Regions from separate parts of the Nomascus leucogenys genome. Here region 1 is linked to region 2. A link is a contact called in public Hi-C data. All regions are on one chromosome and are shown on one strand. Each heading gives the region's core, a stretch centred on a gene start, on an enhancer-like site or on the middle of the called end of the contact. The rest is flanking DNA. Distances are from core to core; before and after follow the strand shown. Region 1 holds the start of ICAM1 (intercellular adhesion molecule 1). Region 2 holds the start of CDC37 (hsp90 co-chaperone Cdc37).

Region 1 (6,003 bases), core at 547-3,046, 140 kb before region 2:
GCTAATTTTTGTATTTTGTGTAGAGATGGGGTCTCCCTATGTTGCCCAGGCTAGTCTTGAACTCCTGGGCTCAAGTGATCCTCCCACCTCGGCCTCCCAAAATGCTGGGATTACAGGCGGGAACCACCGAGCCCAGCTGGATTTTTGTCTGACTCTGTTCATTCCTGTGTCCCCGGTATCTGGAAGGATGCCAAGCACACAGTAGGCGCTTAGTAAACACTGCGCCACATGTTGAGAAAAGAATGGCGCCTTTGTGGCTGCAAGTGGGACTTAGGCCGCGCGGGGGAGCTCGCCGCCCGCGCACCTCGGGCCGGGGCGCGAGCTCCGTGGAACCCGCCCGAGGAAGAACCCGTGGCACAGGATTTTCCCAGGCCGTCTGAGGACCAGGGGCGTCCCCCCTCCCACCCTGTGACTTTGCCCAGGCCGTTCCGGGGCGGAAATTCAGTACCCCTCAGCCCCCCAAGAAAAAAATATCCCCGTGGAAATTCCTTGGGAATGACCGAGGCGGGGGAAATATGCGTCTCTGGATGGCCAGTGACTCGCAGCCCCCTTCCGCGATAGAAGGGCCTGCGCGTCCCGGGACCTTTCGCTTCCCTTTCTGCTGCGCGACCTCCCTGGCCCCTCTGAGATCTCCATGGCGACGCCGCGCGTCCCCCACAACAGGAAAGCCTTAGGCGGCGCGACTCGGCGCTCGGAGACTTAAAGAGTACCCAGCCTCGACGTGGTGGATGTCGAGTCTTGGGGTCACACGCACAGGCAGTGGCCAAGCAAACACCCGCTCATATTTAGTGCACGCGCCTGGGTTCGAGTTGCCGGAGCCTCGCGCGAAGGGCAGGGGTTCGAGCGCCCCTTCTCCCTGCCTCGCCTTGGCGCCTGGGGGCTGCTGTCTCAGTTTCCCAACGACAGGCAGGGGTTTCGAGCGCCCCCCTCCCCTCCCTCGTCAAGATCCAAGCTAGCTGCCTCAGTTTCCCCGCGGAGCCTGGGACGCCAGCGGAGGGGCTCGGCGCGTAGGGATCACGCAGCTTCCTTCCTTTTTCTGGGAGCTGTAAAGACGCCCCCGCGGCCAAGGCCGAAAGGGGAAGCGAGGAGGCCGCGGGGGTGTGAGTGCCCTCGGGTGTAGAGAGAGGACGATGATTTCCCCGGAAGTGGTGAGACCGCGCATCGTCACTCCCACGGTTAGCGGTCGCCGGGAGGTGCCTGGCTCTGTCCCGGCCGCTTCTCGAGAAACGCTCGTGTCAGCTAGGTGTGGACGTGACCTAGAGGGAGGGGCACCTCTCAGTGGAGGGAGCCCGGGGAGGATTCCTGGGGCCCCACCGAGGCAAGGGGCTCATCCACTCGATTAAAGAGGCCTGCGTAAGCTGGAGAGGGAGGACTTGAGTTCGGATCCCTTCGCAGCCTGGAGTCTCAGTTTAGCGCTTTGTGAAATGGACACAATAACAGTCCCCACTCTCCGGGGAAGTTGGCAGTATTTAATAGTACTTAATAAACCGCTTAGCGCGGTGTAGACCGTGATTCAAGCTTAGCCTGGCCGGGAACGGGAGGCGTGGGGGCCGGGAGCAGCCCCCGGGGTCATCGCCCCGCCACCGCCGCCCGATTGCTTTAGCTTGGAAATTCCGGAGCTGGAGCGGCCAGCGAGGGAGGGTGACCCTGCTCGGCCCTGGCACCCTCTCAGTCCGGAAATAGTGCAGCATTTGTTCCGGAGGGGAAGGCGCGAGGTTTCCGGGAAAGCAGCGCCGCCCCTTGGCCCCCAGGTGGCTAGGGCTATAAAGGACCACGCGCCCCACCGCGTCCCAGTCGACGCTGAGCTCCTCTGCTACTCAGAGCTGCAACCTCAGCCTCGCTATGGCTCCCAGCGGCCCCTGGCCCGCACTGCCCGCACTCCTGGTCCTGCTCAGGGCTCTGTTCCCAGGTGAGTCAGGGGTAGGGATTGCCGTCGGGCCAGCTCCCCGAAGCCCCGGGGCTCTGTTCCCAGGTGAGTCAGGGGTAGGGATTGCCGTGGGGCCAGCTCCCCGAAGCCCCGGGAGGACCGGCTCCCAGGTCAGGTCATGCATGCTTAGGTAGCTGTTTATGGGAAGGCGGGGCTAGAGACAGCGATTGAAAGGCAACAGCCAGTAGGTTCGAATCCAGACCCTGCATCACCTCCACGTGTGGCCTCGGGCTATAGATTGCAGCTTTAAAAAAGGGTAGGGGGTTGGAGATGGAGGGGAGGGGCGGGCCTTGTTTTGTTGCCCAGGCCGGTCTGGAACTCCTGGGGTCTAGCCTTACCTCCTGCCTCAGCCTCCCGAGTAGCTGGGATGAGAGGTGTGAGCCACCGCCTTGCTTGGCTAGATTGGGTCTCTTAAACTTGAGTTTCTCAGCTGTAAAACGGGAAACGTTATAGCTGCCACCTGGCAGGGTATCTTGGCCCAGCACAGCACCTGGCCCCAGGACTGGATCATGATGGTTTGGGAACTTGGCTCTGTGCCAACCCAACAAGGCTTAAGGGACCCCCACCCCCCTCAAGATGTATATTCTGTTCCTCATCCTCTCTGCCCCTGGGGAAGTCCAGGGCTGCTTCTACTCAGGGGAATTCCAGAGCTGACTTATCCGTGGCCCAAAGCTGAGAAGTGGGACGCCCCAGCACACCCACCCCCAGCTCCAGCCCAGCTAGGGAAGAGGGAAGAGGTCAGAGGGTCTTTCATGGTCGTGTAAGTTTGGGCAACCAGGAGAGTGGGAGATGGACAGCTTGGTTAACAGCTCAACAAAGCCTCAGATCCAGGCCAGCAGGGTGGTTCATGCCTGTAATCCCAACACTTTAGGAGGCCCAGGCGGGTGAATCACTTAAGGTCAGGAGTTTGAGACCAGCCTGGCCAACATGGCAGAAGCCCATCTCTACTAAAAATACAAAAATTAGCTGGCGTGGTGGCGGGCGCCCATGATCCCAGCTACTCGGGAGGCTGAGGCAGGAAAATCCCTTAGGCCCACGAGGTGGAGGTTGCAGTGAACCAAGATTGTGCCACTGCACTCCAGCCTGGGAGACATAGCGAGATTCTGTCTCAAAAAACAAAGCATTCTGATCCGGACTCAGACCCAGACTGCACTGCTTTCTAGCTGAGCAACCATTTCCCTCTATGAAATGGGAATGGTCCCAGAATCTCCCTTGGAAAATGTATGGAGCCAGTGTCCTCACACCCCCATCCAAGACAGAACAAACCTGAGACAGCAATCTTTGAAGTGGGGCAGTGCTGGGCTCAGACATTTTTTCCCACCTTCGGAGGCAGCAGAATCTGAGGGACTTAATCCAAGTAAGCCCCTTCTTTCTTTCTTTTTTTTTTTTTTTTTTTTTTTTGAGACAGAGTCTCACTCTGTTGCCCAGGCTGGAGTGCAGTGGCGTGATCTCGGCTCACTGCAACCTCTGCCTCCCAGGTTCAAGCGATTCTCCTGCCTCAGCCTCCTTGAGTAGCTGGGACTACAGGCATGTGCCATCACTCCCGGCTAATCACTGTGTTAGCCAGGATGGTCTCGATCTCCTGACCTCGTGATCTGCCCACCCCAGTCTCCCAAAGTGCTGGGATTACATGCGTGAGCCACAGTGCCCACCCCGTAAGCCCCTTCTTTCTTACCTGCACTTACTTGCAAGGTAGCCAGTTGCTACCCATCCTGTGCTGAGTTACTTGTATTAGCAAGGGATGGGGTGGCTATACTCACCACCTTACAGATGGGGAAATTGAGGCCCAAAGAGGGGGAAACTACGTGTCTTAGGGAGTGAGGAGCCAGTCTGATTCCTGGAGGGCTGACTCTCTCCACCTGACTTCTTGGGAGGGAGGAGGGCACCAACTTCACATTAAAATCTGGTTGGACACAGTGGCTCACACCTGTAATCCTGGCATTTTGGGAGGCTTAGGTGGGAGGATCACTTGAGGCCAGGAGTTTGAGACCAGCCTTAGCAACATAGTGAGACCCCATCTCTAGAAAAATGTTTTTCAGGGCCAGGAGCAGTGGCTCACACCTATAATCCCAGCACTTTGGGAGGCTGAGGCGGGCGGATTACCTGAGGTCAGGAGTTTGAGACCAGCCTGACCAACGTGGAGAAACCCCGTCTCTACTAAAAATACAAAATTACCCGGGCGTGGTGGCACATGCCTGTAATCCCAGCTACTTGGGAGGCTGAGGCAGGAGAATTGCTTGAACCTGGGGGGCAGAGGTTGCGGTGAGCTGAGATCGTGCCATTGCACTCTAGCCTGGGCAACAAGAGCTAAACTCCGTCTCAAAAAAAAAAAAAAATGTTTTTCAAATATTAGCCGGGTATGGTGGTGTCCTGTAGTCCCAGCTACTTGGGAGGCTAAGATGGGAGGATCACTTGAGCCCAGGAGTTCAAGGTTACAGTGAGCTATGATTGTACCACTGTATTCCAGCCTGGGTGACAGAGGGAGACCTGTTAAAAAAAAAAAAAAGTGATGGCTAAAATCCTTCCATGGCTCCCTGCTGCCCTCAGTATAAAGAACACATGTGGCTGGGCGTAGTGGCTCATGCCTGTAATCCCAGCACTTTGGGAGGCTGAGGCAGGCGGATCACTTGAGGCCAGGAGTTTGAGAGCAGGCTGGCCAACGTGGCGAAACCCCGTCTCTATTAAAAATACAAAAATTAGCCGGGCGTGGTGGTGCTTGCCTGTAGTCCCAGATACTCTGGAGGGTGAGGCAGGAGAATCACTTGAACCCGGGAGGCGGAGGTTGCAGTGAGCTGAGATCGTGCCACTGCACTCCAGTCTGAGTGACAAAGCGAGACTTCGTCTCAAAAAAAATAAATAAAAGAACACATCTTTAGCATGGCCTTCAGTGCTCACGGGATCTTCCTGAATTAATCTCCCCCTCTTCATCCTTGCTCACTCAGTTCCAGCCACCCTGCCCCAGGACTTCTGTACTTGCCTGGAACTTATTTCCCTTTTCTCCGGACACCCAGCTCTTTCTCGTCATTTAGATCTCTGCTGAATCATTACCCTGACACCAAGGCACTGTCTATTCTATCACCCTGTGTTGTTTTTGTCAAAGCTCATATTAACATCAGTTATTAATTATCTTGTTTGCTCATAATTTTTTTTTTTTCTTTTTTTTGGAGACAGAGTCTCGTTCTGTTGCTCAGGCTGGAGTACAGTGGCACAATCTTGGCTCACTGTAACCTCCACCTCCCGGGTTCAAGTGATTCTTGTGCCTCAGCCTCCCGAATAGCTAGGACTACAGGCACGTCCCAAAATGCCCAGCTAATTTTTGTATTTTTAGTGGAGACGGGGTTTTGTCATGTTGGCCGGGCTAATCTCAAATTCCTGACCTCAAGTGATCTGCCCGCCTTGGCCTCCCAAAGTGCTGGGATTACAGGCATGAGCCACCGCGCCCCGCCTGCTCATGAATTTTCTCTTTAACTTCCACATCGAAGGCAAAGTATTGTCTTGTTAAGGCTGTGCCTCCAGCACCCAGCACAGGCTGGGCGCACATTCCCATGATGAACCTGATTTGTAATGCCTGTCGCCTCTTCCCTCGTTTCTTCTAGGACTTGGCAATGCTGAGACATCTGTGTCCCCCACAAAAGTCATCCTGCCCCGGGGAGGCTCCGTGGTAGTGAAATGCAGCACCTCCTGTGACCAGCACACCTTGTTGGGCATAGAGACTCCGTTGCCTAAAAAGGAGTTGCTCCCGGGTGGGAACAACTGGAAGATGTATGAACTGAGCAATGTGCAAGAAGATAGCCAACCAATGTGCTATTCAAACTGCGGTGATCGGCAATCAACAGCTAAAACCTTCCTCACCGTGTACTGTGAGTAACTGAGCCTGAAGGGCTGGACTAGGCAGACCGGGTGGGAGAGACGTACAGGGGCACCTGCAGTGGCCTGGGGGAAACTTTGCCACTTGCTGATAGGGTCAAGGAGGGGCTCCTTGAAGGGCAGGTGGGGACATCCTTGGAAAGTCCCTTTGTGAATTTCTTTGGGTACAATTAAAGTATCTACAGGCTGGGCATGGTGGCTCACGCCTG
Region 2 (6,449 bases), core at 2,565-5,064:
CACCGTGTTAGCCAGGATGGTCTCGATCTCCTGACCTCGTGATCCGCCCGCCTCGGCCTCCCAAAGTGCTGGGATTACAAGCGTGAGCCACCGCGCCCGGCCGAGACTCCATCTTAAAAAAAAAAAAAAAAAAAAAAAAAAAAGCTGTGGCCTCTCCAACTCCCTTTCTCCACGATGGGCCTGTGTCACCCTGGAGCCTGCCCGCCACCCTGCAATCCGCTGCTGGGCAGCCACCAGTCTCCCCTGTGTCCTCTGAACAGCCGCCAGGGAGGCCACAGCTAAAAAAGGCCTCTTGGAATTGGTGAGGGCGGCAGCCTGCCCAGCCTGGGCTTTACACTTCCTATCAGGGAGGGGCTGTAGCAGGCTGGGCAGGGGAGAAGCCACCCCAGCAAGCAGGGCCCACAGGTGTCACTACCCTCCTGCCTTACAGTTAGGGAAACTGAGGCTCACAGAATCTCAATGTCATATAACTCATTAGAAGAAACCATTAACAGCAGCTGTCTCTGGGCAGGAGAGTCAGAGAGCTGGGGCTGAGAAAAGGGACTCATTTGTCCACTTCTGGAACCTTTGGAATTTTTTTTTTTTTTTTAAGAGACAAGGTCTTAGGCCAGGCTTGGTGGCTCACACCTACAATCCCGGCATTTTGTGAGGCTGAGGCGGGTGGATCGCCTGAGCTCAGCAGTTTGAGACCAGCCTGGGCAACGTGGTGAAACCCTGTCTCTACCAAAAAGTACAAAAATCAACCAGGCATGGTGGTGTGCACCTGTGGTCCCAGCTACTCAGGAGGCAGAAGTAGGAGGATCACTTGAGCCCGGAAGGTGGAAGTTGCAGTGAGCTGAGATGGTGCCACTGCACTCCAGCCTGGGTGACAAAGCAAGGCCCTGTCTCGAAACAAAAAAAAACAAACAAAATCAAAAAAAAAGAGAGAGAGACAAGGTCTTGCTATGTTGCTCGGGCTGGACTTGAACTTCTGGGCTCAAATGATCCTTCTGCCTCAGCCTCCTGAGTAGCTAGGACTATAGGCATGTGCCACCACATGTGGCTACAGAATTTTTTTTTTTTTTAACCATGAACAGAAATTATTTAAATGATGATGATGATAATAGCCACTGTCCCAAAAGGATTACAAATATTAAATGAATAAGGTAACCCTTACAACAACCTCATGGGGTGGACATCATTCAGATTCTCACGTAGGGAAACTGAGGCACAGAGCGATCAAACAGTTCCCTGGCAGTCACACAGCACATGAGTGATACAGACAGAGCTGAGATTTGAACCTAGTCAGGCCTGTGCTCTGAACCACAGCAATCTCTCCTTCCCTTCCACAATGCTTCCTTCCAAACCTGCCCCGCGTTTTCCTGACCCAGTCTTAATTCATTCTTACGAAGGTCTCAGGGAGGTGGGGCCATATTATCCCAGGTTTCACATGGGCTCAGGGAGGCTTCTTTTGAGTCTTGCCACATCGAAGAAAGAAAGAAGCAGCAAGAGGTGGGGCTAGGATTGGAACCCAAGCTTGCCTGTCCTTGAACCTGTGCTGGAGACGCTGAAGCCCCCTGCCTCCCTTACGTGCCACTACAGCCACCCGGGTTCTCAGGGGTAGGACAGGAAAAGCTCCGTGCCAGAGGGAGGAGGGTGTGGCAGGTACACTACGCTGCAGGAGGGGGGCCCTCCCACCCGGCAGGACCAAACCATTCTCCACAGTAGTAAAGATTAACCTCTTTATGTGACAGAAATAGGTCTTCCCAAGAATAGTCTTTGGAGCTTTGAGGAAGTCTTAAATATTTCATAATAAAATGTTACACACGGCAAGAAATAGAAGCGCTAGAACTTTCTTCCCACACTCCAGTGGCTTGCTTGGCAGGTACACTACCCAGGAGACTCAGGATTTAAGGAACAGGTCTGGAGGTGGGACTGGGAGCTAGATGAAGAGACTAATGCTGTATTCTGGAGTATTCTGGAAGGATGGGAAAGGGACCTTCTAGTTGTTTCTGGACAAATGATGGGGAGTTGCCCCATGGGAGGGTGGGGTAAGAGATCCTCACTAGAAGGTTCTGAGAGGTATATGCCCCTATCTTAAGAGCACAAAATGGCTAGGTGTGGTGGCTCACGCCTGTAATCCCAGCACTTTGGGAGGCCGAGGTGGGTGGATCAACTGAGGTAGGGAGTTCAAGACCAGCCTGACCAACGTGGAGAAACCCCGTCTCTACTAAAAATACAAAATTAGCCAGACATGGTGGCGCATCATGCCTGTAATCCCAGCTACTCAGGAGGCTGAGGCAGGAGAATCGCTTGAACCCGGGAGGCAGAGGTTGCAGTGAGCCAAGATTGTGCCACTGCACTCCAGCCTGGGCGACAAGAAAGAAACTCCGTCTCAAAAAAAAGAAAAGAGTAAAACAGACACTGATACGGGATGCAGGCACACTCATTTGGGGTAGCAGGAGGTTAAACCTTTAGGTCTTAGTCATCCCATTGGCTTGTGAGCACTGAGGGGGTGGCAGGACATGGATCACCCAGACTTGGGATTCTGGGGTCTGGATTTGGGGCCTCTGTTGTGGTCAGATAGAAGAAGGGGTAGTGAATTTAGAATCAGACCAGCAGAGTCCCTGGATAAGAGCAGGGACAATTTGGGTCACAGAGTAGCTATCAGGCTGGGGACACAAGGTGGGGTGGGTTTGGGGTTCTGGGTTTGAGTTAGGGGAGAGTTTCCAATGCTGGCCGAGGCTCATACAGGAAGCCAATCTGGGAGGTGGGTGGTGACAGGGTCTGCAATACCAAGTAGGGGCAGGGGCTCTGGCTGGGCCGGAAGCCACGTGGGCAGGATTTCCTGGTATAATGGGAAATGGGACTACCGGAGGCCAAAGGAGAGGCTGGAATGTGGGGCTCCATCGGGGTGGAGCTGGTAGTTAGATCCAGAGGGGAACCAAATTCCAAAACCCAAGTACTCGGTGAGAATAAGGATCCTGAAGGGGGACGGTTCTACACTCTAGGAAGGGGGTCCTGGGTGTGGGCAGGGACAGGAATATCAGAGTAGCACAGAGTTCCTTGTTCCGTTTAGAAAAGGAGTGGCGACTCCAGATTTTAACGGGAACCCCGATCAAGATCCCGGAAAGTAGATCCCGGGACAGACCAAAGTATTGGGGGTCCAGACTACGGAGGTGGGGGGGCGATGGGAAATCCCAGATAGGAAGTGAATACTCGAATAGGATGAGGGATCATCTAGAAGAATTTGGGGTCCAAACTTTGAGGCAGAGTTCTGGGTGTAAATGTTAACTGCCCAGCAGAATTAGGGAGACCCCCCCAAGCTCGTCTGGGGGAGTCCAGACCATGAAGAAGTTCTAGGGGGCGAATAGGGAATCCCACGCAAAAATCGGAGCAGGGAGTGGGGGAGCGGAGATCCAGGGCAGGGACTCAGGGTCCCAGTGGTACTGGGGTCCCGGAGTTGAATCGAGGCTCCTGAAAATCCAGACTGGGGGGGTTAGAATCCTAGGTGTGAACAGCGGGGTCCCTGGGCAGTATCAGGGATCACAACTCCGAAGCGGGGTCCGGGAGTGGGGAAAGGGATGGGCGTGCGCGCCTCACCTGATGCCGCCAGCGGAAGAGGCTGGCCGTGTCGATGTTGGGGTGCGTCTCGTCTTCATCATCAGACACCTCAATGTGGTCCCACACGCTGTAGTCCACCATCTTGCCTTGGCGGCCCAGCCCGCTCCGGCTCGGGTGGCAGCGACTGCTGCAGCGGTGGAGACTCCGTGCGCGGAGCCCCGCCCCTTCCGCTTCCGCCGAGCGCGGGAAACCCCGCCCTGTGTGACGTCACATCCCTAGTAACCGCGGCAGCGGCACTTGCTACCCAGCCAGCCTTAAAGGGCCCTGCGCAAGTGTTCCGGCCCCCTGGAGTTCCCGCAGAGACTCCGCGTCATCCGGGGCTGGGGCTCCGCTAGGTCTCCTGGGGGCATACGAGTTCGTGCTTCAATTCCGAGCCCCCCTCATCTCCCGCCGCTCCACGGTGGGCGTTTGGGGTGGCAGGGAGGGGATGGTTGATGAGACTGAGAGGACTATCCCCTCAGCCACGCCGCAGAGACGTCTGCAAGGGATAGGGACACGGCGGGAAGGCCCTCCCCCTGCCCTTCGTAAACGGGGACCTAAGCCTGCGCTGGAGAGGGGCGCCTGATGACTCCTCGAACTTTCTCAGCCCGAGGAGGACTGGACCTGCCCTGAGGGTGTCTAAATCGGGGGTGGTATGGCCCTCCCCTTGCGGGGTTAAACGTGGAGAGGAGATTGTGGCCCTGCCTTGGGAGCTGGGGTTTCCCTGCCTCGGCAACTGCCTTCTCCTCGTCTTCCACCTCCTGCCATTCGCAGCGAGGACTCGCGCGCGCGCGCGCACACACACACACACACACACACACTTTGGAATCACCCGGACCCCCCAAAACGGGTCTCGGCGCCCCACCCCCCTGGCCGCTGGGTGTCGCTAGAGTCTAGCCCACGGCGCGTATTCTTGGCCCCGCGCTTGGTGGGGGGAATCGTGGAGGGGTGGAAGGGGGCTTTCCTTGTCGTCACAGTCTGGGGCCACGCATAGCCCCTCCCCGTTCGTCTGGGGGTACCCTTCCTCCGTCGGGGCTCTAAGGACTCCATTACTCTAAGCATGCAGGGCCTCGACCACCTCACACTTCCATGCATCCCAATCCACGCTTTGATACCAGGATAATAGGCCGTGTTGCAGCCTTGGGCCAGGATTATCTCAGATTAAAGGGTGCTCCCTCGGGGGTCAGGCTGGATAGGAGGAGCTCCAGCCACTCGGGTGAGGGGCGCCTCTTCCTAGTCTCCCCTGGAGCCGACGTTGGAGGCAGTGCCCGGAGAGAGCGAGCGAAGGTCTCCAGAAGGGGGATGATTCCCCGGTGCATGGAGGGGGAGGGGCCATCGGACAAAAACGCCCTCCCGTTGCCGCCCCTCCCCCTCGCGCTTCATTCAAACCCGCGAGTGGGCGGGCGGGGGGGGGAGTCCCCATCTCCTCCCCCTCCTTCTTCCCCTCCACCCTGGCAGTCCAGCACATCAGTGGCCGTCACGGCCCGGGCACGCGCGCGCACGGACCCACACCCCGGCGGCTCTCACAATCGCACACACACATACACACTCACACACCAGCAAACAAAGGGTCTGGACACCCCCGTCCCCTCCTGCCCCCCAGGCCAGAGAGGGCGGGGCATCCCCTCCCCAGCCCCCCCGCAAGGTAAGCTTGGGGCTGCGAGCTGCGGTGGGGAGGGGGACACGGTGCCACAGTGGGAGGGGGCCAGGACGGTAGGGGGTTCCCTGGCTCCCCAGGTAAGCCATACCCGCACCCCCACAGTATGCCCTTTAGGGCTTTGGCCCCGTCATCAGCCTGGGGGTGTTTGGAGAGAATCCCAGATGTCGGGGATTCCCGGATAAGCGCGGGGGTCTCTTCCCGGCTCTGGAGACTGGAGCTGCCCAGCTTCAGCAAAACAGGGTTCCCGGAGCCTCAGCTTCCAGAACTGGGGACAGGGCGCTGGAAGCTTCCCCATCAACGCCAAGCATTTCCTAATCTGCCAGCACAGCACCTCCAGCCCTGGGGACTGAGGAGAGAGACCCCTAAGTTGTTTTGCACTGTCCCTCTATCCCCGGTCCCCATCCCACCCTCATGGGTGCAAACCCTGCTATGTCTCTCCTGCCTGTGGGGTGGGGGGGGGGGTTGCGGGAATTGGGAACGCTTTTTGGGGCTACCCTTGCTTCTTCTGCTACATCCCATAGCCACATACCACTGAGCTGCGGTGGGGCCCGGCAGGCGGCTTTGCCTTCCTGAGTCTCAGTTTCCTCCTCTGCAAAGTGGGTAATGACACACACCTAGGATTCCGCGAAATCGTGCTCGCGGAGCCTGCTTTTGCGCCATCATTTTATTTATTAGCTAATTTCACATCTCTTTCCCAAGTGTCTACTTACGATGTGCTGGGCACTGTGACCAGGCTTTGGGGCAGCAGCAACCAACAAACCCAGTAGGGGTCCCTGCTCCTGGCTAGCGAGGGAGCAGGATCCCTGTATAAACATACAAATCCTCGCGGGTGATTTCAGACTGTGAAGACTAAAATTCTGTCCTCGGACAGAGAGAGACTAGGGAAAGGCACTCAAGATTAAAGGAGAAGCTGGGCACAGTGGCTCACGCCTGTAATCACAGCACTTTGGGAGGCTGAGGCGGGCAGATCACTTGAGGTCAGGAGTTTGAGACCAGCCTGGCCAACATGGTGAAACACCATCTCTACTAAAAATACAAAAATTAGCCAGGCGTGGTGGCAGGCACCTGTAATCCCAGCTACCCGGGAGGCTGAGGCAGGAGAATTGCTTAAACCCGGGAGGCGGTGGTTGCAGTGAGCCAAGATCACATCACTGCACTCCAGCTTGGGTGACAGAGCGAGACTCTGTCAGAAAAAAAAAAAAAAAAA

Evidence for each region. Hi-C and Micro-C count contacts between places; a contact is called where the count stands out from the background.
Region 1: a Hi-C map of a lymphoblastoid cell line shows a contact between it and region 2, with 4 times the contacts expected there. The contact joins the promoter of ICAM1 here to the promoter of CDC37 in region 2. A contact is called at or near these places in 4 of 4 Hi-C or Micro-C datasets (a lymphoblastoid cell line and an unstated tissue).

The regions. Positions count from the first base shown.
Region 1 is chr10:60,819,415-60,825,417 of Asia_NLE_v1, reverse strand. It overlaps ICAM1 (intercellular adhesion molecule 1), which reads left to right and starts at 1,796. Exons shown (of 7, transcript XM_030820894.1): 1 at 1,796-1,909; 2 at 5,524-5,787. The coding sequence starts at 1,843.
Region 2 is chr10:60,685,535-60,691,983 of Asia_NLE_v1, reverse strand. CDC37 (hsp90 co-chaperone Cdc37) reads right to left here and starts at 3,814. Exons shown (of 8, transcript XM_030820876.1): 1 at 3,583-3,814. The coding sequence starts at 3,684.